Linked DNA regions of Sus scrofa: region 2 is linked to region 1. A link is a contact called in public HiChIP or PLAC-seq data. All regions are on one chromosome and are shown on one strand. Each heading gives the region's core, a stretch centred on a gene start, on an enhancer-like site or on the middle of the called end of the contact. The rest is flanking DNA. Distances are from core to core; before and after follow the strand shown.

Evidence for each region. HiChIP or PLAC-seq counts read pairs in DNA pulled down with a chosen protein or histone mark.
Region 2: a contact with region 1 is called in an H3K27ac HiChIP or PLAC-seq map of alveolar macrophages. The contact joins two enhancer-like sites. A contact is called at or near these places in 1 of 47 Hi-C or Micro-C datasets (subcutaneous adipose tissue) and 1 of 2 datasets of contacts at active chromatin or transcription factors (alveolar macrophages).

Annotation. Positions count from the first base shown.
Region 1 is chr5:3,559,773-3,562,472 of Sscrofa11.1, forward strand. The region is part of intron 2 of WNT7B (protein Wnt-7b); the gene reads left to right. Among named protein-coding and RNA genes, the nearest start is that of WNT7B, 40 kb to the left of the region's middle. Within about 2 kb of position 1,304, at least 16 of the 83 cell types and tissues checked have an H3K27ac peak or open chromatin away from gene starts, as enhancers often do. A contact at or near this core is called in alveolar macrophages, where this site is marked.
Region 2 is chr5:3,806,044-3,808,762 of Sscrofa11.1, forward strand. No RefSeq gene overlaps it. Among named protein-coding and RNA genes, the nearest start is that of ATXN10, 9.2 kb to the left of the region's middle. Within about 2 kb of position 1,353, at least 10 of the 83 cell types and tissues checked have an H3K27ac peak or open chromatin away from gene starts, as enhancers often do. A contact at or near this core is called in alveolar macrophages, where this site is marked.

The DNA.
Region 1 (2,700 bases), core at 54-2,553:
AGAGGGTTAGTGACTTGCCTGGTGCAAGACTGAGTCCAGGGCTTTCCTGCCTGCCCCGCCCCAACTCTCCCAGTACCTCCTTCTCTGCCTTCCCAAGACCTCGGGCCAGAGGCCCTGCGTGGCTAATGGAGCCCACCTTGACCTGCCAGCCATCAGACACAGACTGCAGGACACTGCTGGGGGCTCTGGGGTGTCCGAGGGTGCAGATCCATGCTGGCATGGGCTCTGGATCCCAAGAGGGACCCCTTGGCTTCCCAAGACCAAAGTGTACCCCAGGACAGCTGCTGGCCCCAAATAGATTGTCCATGCTGCCTTTACCCAACTCCCACCCCTTTCCCAGACGCATCTGCAGCTGCCGCTCTGCTCAGATGCCATTACTGCTACTCCGTGGAGCAAAGCACTTCCTGTCTCTGAGGCTCAGTGTTTTCATCTGTGAGATGGGTCTCATCAAGAGGATCTATCCCATGGGGTGGTCAAGGAGAAAAAAGAAGGTGATGGGTGTCGTGGGTCCAGCCCCAGCCCCGCTCAACCTGCAGGCTCAGGGAATAATGCTGCAGGTGGGGGTACACCAAAGAATCAGACAGGGATCCTACCCTCCCCCCTCCACAGCCCCTGGGGCACCTGGCAGAAGCCCAGAAGAGAGGGCTTCACTGGGTGGGGCATCTGGGGGTAGGGGGCCTCCCAGGCCTGGGCGAGTGGCAGACACTTGGGAATGCCAGCAGAAAGGGGGCCTGCGCCCCCCAGGGCAGGCAGCGGGGAATCAGGCTGCTCTCTATTCCGGAAACGTCTGCGCAGGAGGCAGCTGCACCTGCCCACAGGCAGACAGACTGCTGGACCTGGCCAAGCAGGGCTTCAGGGAGGGGTGGGCGAGATGAGTGGGCTTGAGGGCATCTCAGAGGCCCGGGGGAGCCATCAGTGTTTGCTGGGCAAGGCTCGCAGTTTCAAGGGGCTTCTTTCTAAATCTAAGCACTTGCTCGGTCTCACCCTAGAGGACAAGCAGGTGGCTCACTGGGACTGCAGGAAGGCCCCAGTGGTGATTTGGGGAGGGAACTGGCTCCTCCCTCCCTCATTCCCCAGTGCACCGTGACCCTGGGGGGCACATTGGGAAGCCCTCCAATCCGGCGCCATGAAATGGGGCCTCCGGGCTGGGTGCCGGCGCGGGGGGACCCCTCCATCCAGGACTCCTGGCCAACCCCCTTAATTCTCCCAAACTGCACTACGACTCTCTCACTGCTCACCTCCCCCTTGTCTCCATGGTGAGATGAGAGGGTTTGGCTCATTAAAACCAAATAAAAAAGGAATTAGCGGGAGTGGCAGCCTGGTGAGTAACTGATGAGTAACTGGGTCTGAGCTGGGCCCGGGCAGAAGGCAGGCGGGAGCAGAAAGCACGGAGGGAAGGGAGGGTTTGGGGGAATGCCCTCCAAACACACAGGCCTGGCCTCGGCGCTACTTGCCAGCCTGGGGGCTTTTGGGTGGAGGACGTGGGAGGTCCCGATCTGGCCTGGCCGCTGTTGGGGAAGGGCATTTGGGGAAGAAGGAAGTCGAGGGCTGCGGTGGGTCCAGGGCCTCCGAGGGCACGCCCACCTCATCCTAGCTCAGGCAGGGCTTGGTGGTAGGACTTTTAACTCTGACAGCCTGGCCTCTAGGTGTGATTACACAACCCCGGGGTTTCTAAGCCTCTGCGGGGCGCCTAGCTTGTGACACGCCCACTCCGAGGCTAGCTCCCCCCCCTCCGCCCTCAGCGTCCAATCAGCGTTCACAGAGGGCAAGCACCGCCCCCCCCCACGTCTCAGCCCACAGGTGGTCCCAACCCTGCATCCCCTCCGCAAGGAGGGATGCTTCTTCTCCTGGCCTCCTGCCCAAGGTTACTTAGCTGCAAAGGGGCCAAGCTGGGGGCAGGGTGGCCTCCGCTGACCCGCGCCCCAGGCCCTGAGTCCCTCCCTCTGCCTCGCTGGGCTTTGATTCCATTGCCTGGGTTCAAATCCTGCTTCAGCCACTAACACCTAGTTTCATATCTTCTGTGTGCCTCGGTGTCCTCACCTGTGAGATGGAAATAAGAAGGAAACCTCTGGCACGATTGTCAAGTTTGGATGAGAGCACGTGCTAGGGGATAGAGGGGCGCTGGTGCGACCAGAGCAGCTGAGTGTTGCGGTGATGATGACGTAAGCACAGGGTCCCCATCCCTCGTGTTGCCAGAGCGAGCTCTCAGATCCAAGTCCCACAGCCTCTCGCCCCACCCCCGCACCTGTGCAGAAAGTGCCATCTGCTCAAGGGACATCTCTGGCTCCCTTGGTCCTTGGCCACCACTTATTACTCTAGATCTCGTGCTTCCAGCACCAGCAGCACCAAGCTGTTTCACACTTCTGTCCCTGCCCTTTTGTGCACCAGGAGTGCACACCTGCCACACACCCCCACACAACATACATTGTGCACACACACTCACATACTCAGACACACACACACTCACGGGCCCCGCAGGGATTAACTCATATTTCTCACTAAGACCATTTAAGATGTCACCCCCTATAGGAAGCCTTCCCTGACTCCACCCCCCAACCCACCCTACTCCCAGAGAGGCAGGTCAAGGCATCCTTTGAGGTGCCATGGTTCCCTGTGCCCCTGCCCTCGGAGCTCCAGTCACCTCCCCTTCTGGGACCCCTGACCAGTTCTCCGCCACCTCCTCTGCCTGCGCATGCCCGT
Region 2 (2,719 bases), core at 103-2,602, 250 kb after region 1:
AGCTTTGCCTTGGATTTGATCCTGGGCCCAGGAACTTCCAGATACCCCTGGTGCAGCAAAAAACAAAAAACAAAAACAAAAACAAAAAAAAACAAAAAAACTGTTTTGGTTTTTAATGTTTTCCCTTGTCTGGGTTTTCTATGCTTAAAATGTTTCTTTTCAGAGTTCCTGTCATGGCTCAGTGGTTATCCAACCCGACTAGTATCCATGGGGACTTGGGTTCGATCCCTGGCCTTGCTCAGTGGGTTAAGGATCTGGCGTTGCCATGAGCTGTGGTGTAGGTCCAGATGCAGCTCGGATCCCGCGTTGCTGTGGCTGTGGTGTAGACCGACAGCTACAGCTCCGATTGGACCCCTAGCCCGGGAACCCCCATGTGCCGTGGGTGCCGCCCTAAAAAAGACAAAAAATAAAGTTTTTCTTTTTTTTTTGCTTCAATGGCATCAACCCCACAAACCCCGCATTAAGGGACAGAAGGTGGGAGGGGTTCTGGGCTCAGAGTCTAGCAGGTGAAGCCGACCGAGCAGGCCGGCGTTGGCGGGGCAGACCGCGAGAGGTCGCAGGAGGGCGGCATCACGCGTGGGAATTGGGGGCTGGCACACTCATTCTGGGGCAGTTGCGTGTGTTGAGGGGGGGGGTGCCCGGAAGGCTCCAGAATCCAGGCTGGCCTCTCCTGCTCTCGCGGGCACCCTCTGCGGCGTTTCCATCGGGTCCTTCCACGCTGCTGTCCCCGCAGCCACACCGCGTGTGAGCACTCGGGCCACGGTCAGCAAGAGGGTCTGCGAAAGCGGGAGCACGTTTGCCGAGCAGGCAGGGGCAGGGAGAAGAGAGCGCAGGCCGTTGAGCAGAAAGGCAAAAACGTCTGCCCTGCAGAATCTTGGAATGTTTGCGCTGGAGGCGGAGAGGAGAAAAATGACAAAGTCTGAAAAAATATCTGCGCTCTGTCTGGGGCACCCGTGACTTGTCATTTGAGACCATAGGGTGACACCTAGTGGACACCCCGGGAAGTGCTCCCTGTGGAGGAGGCGGTGGTCCAGGGGGCTCAGGGGGCTCCACCGAGTACTAAGCGAAGGAGGACCTGGCGCAGGTGCCTCCCTCGGAGCTCACCTCACTCGGTGACAACGCCTGGAAAGAGCAGTGCGTGAGGGCACTGGATGCCACGACTGGCTCAGACCCCAGCTGGGAGACCGGCCCGAGACTCTGCTGGGAAGGCTCTGCCCCTCATTCTGCGGCTCCCATCCTCCGCCTGCCCCCAGCCCCCACCGCGCCCAGCCCCTGCCTCCGCTGTGGAACTGAGTGAGCTTGGAGGCAGGGCAGACCCCCTCAGGGCACCAGGCCCACCTTGAGGACTTTTTTCTGTTGCCCCTAGCAGAAGACCAGCTTTGGTCATGGATGCCAGGCACCGGCCCGGCTCTCTGCTGGCGCTAAATCCGAAAGAGATCTGTCGGAGGAAAGGGCCGGGATCTTGAGTCAGGATTCTAGCCTTGTCCAAACATAAGCACTATGGGGATGGGAACTGAGCAGTTCTAGAAAGTTCTCCGTCTTCCATAGTCAAAATTGGCCTCTGCAATTTTACCCCATTTGTTCTTATGCAGCCATCCGGAGTAACTTCTGTTTTTTTCTGCGATGCCTGCAAACAGCTTTCACGTTCCCCGTAAACACTGTAGTTTTAGGCTAAGTCTGCCCAACCTCCTTCTTTCTTGAGAGCATTGATTTTCAACCACGGACGACTTTGCCCCGCGAGCGACTTCTGGCAGAGTCCCGGGACCTTTTGGTTGAAACACCTGGAGGAGGGAGGCTGCTACTGCCACCTAGTGGTCAGAGGCCAGGATGCTGTAACCTCCAGCAGCATCCAGGGCGTGCTCCCACCCCACCCCACACAAAGAACTTTCCAGTCTGAGAGATGCTTTAGAGCTGAGGTTGTGGAACCCTGCTTCCGAGTTCCGAGATGTTCCAACATCCTTCAAGGGGACTCTTCATTTGTCATTGTCATCTTCAATGTTTACACCGAGAGGTGGTACAGAACTCCAGGAGAGCTCCCACCAGCCTTGGTATCTCGGTGTCTACACACCAGACATCTCTTGGTGGAGCCTAAAAATTACATCACCCCTCTAAGCAATCCCTTTCTCATATGGTCAGTATGTCCTTAATGTTGCAACAAAGAATTTGCAAACTCAAACGTGTGTGCAATGAAATGAAAGATTACCTAGAAAAAGTAGTATAATCTTTATGCACAAAAATATTGGGTAAAATGAACATTCCTATCAGGTGCATTCAATTGCAAACAATTACTATGACATAAATATGTCTTTTTTTAATGAGTCCTCTTAACAAAAAAACGGCAAAGCCCCGCCGAGGCCCTCCAGAGCAGAGAACAAAGGCAAAGGATGCTTGTCAAAGAAAATATGAAAGGCGCTCCAAGCCCCCCTAATTACGTCTGGAAGCTTTGTCCTATTGACACTCCGGATCACTTTTCACAAGCTCAAGTTACCCCCTTAAAGATTTTTTAGGGAGTTTCATGATATGGAGACATGGTGGAAAAATTGGCTGGATGACTTCTGCTAAGCAATCAGATACAGAGATCAAATCCATTTTTGCCTGCGTACACAGTGCAGAGCCACTCTGATTCTCATGGGCAAGATGAGTTTGCAACTTTTAACTCCGAGTGTTAAGAAGTCAGATGGCTTACCCCGGTGTGTGTGTGTGTGTGTGTGTGTGTGTG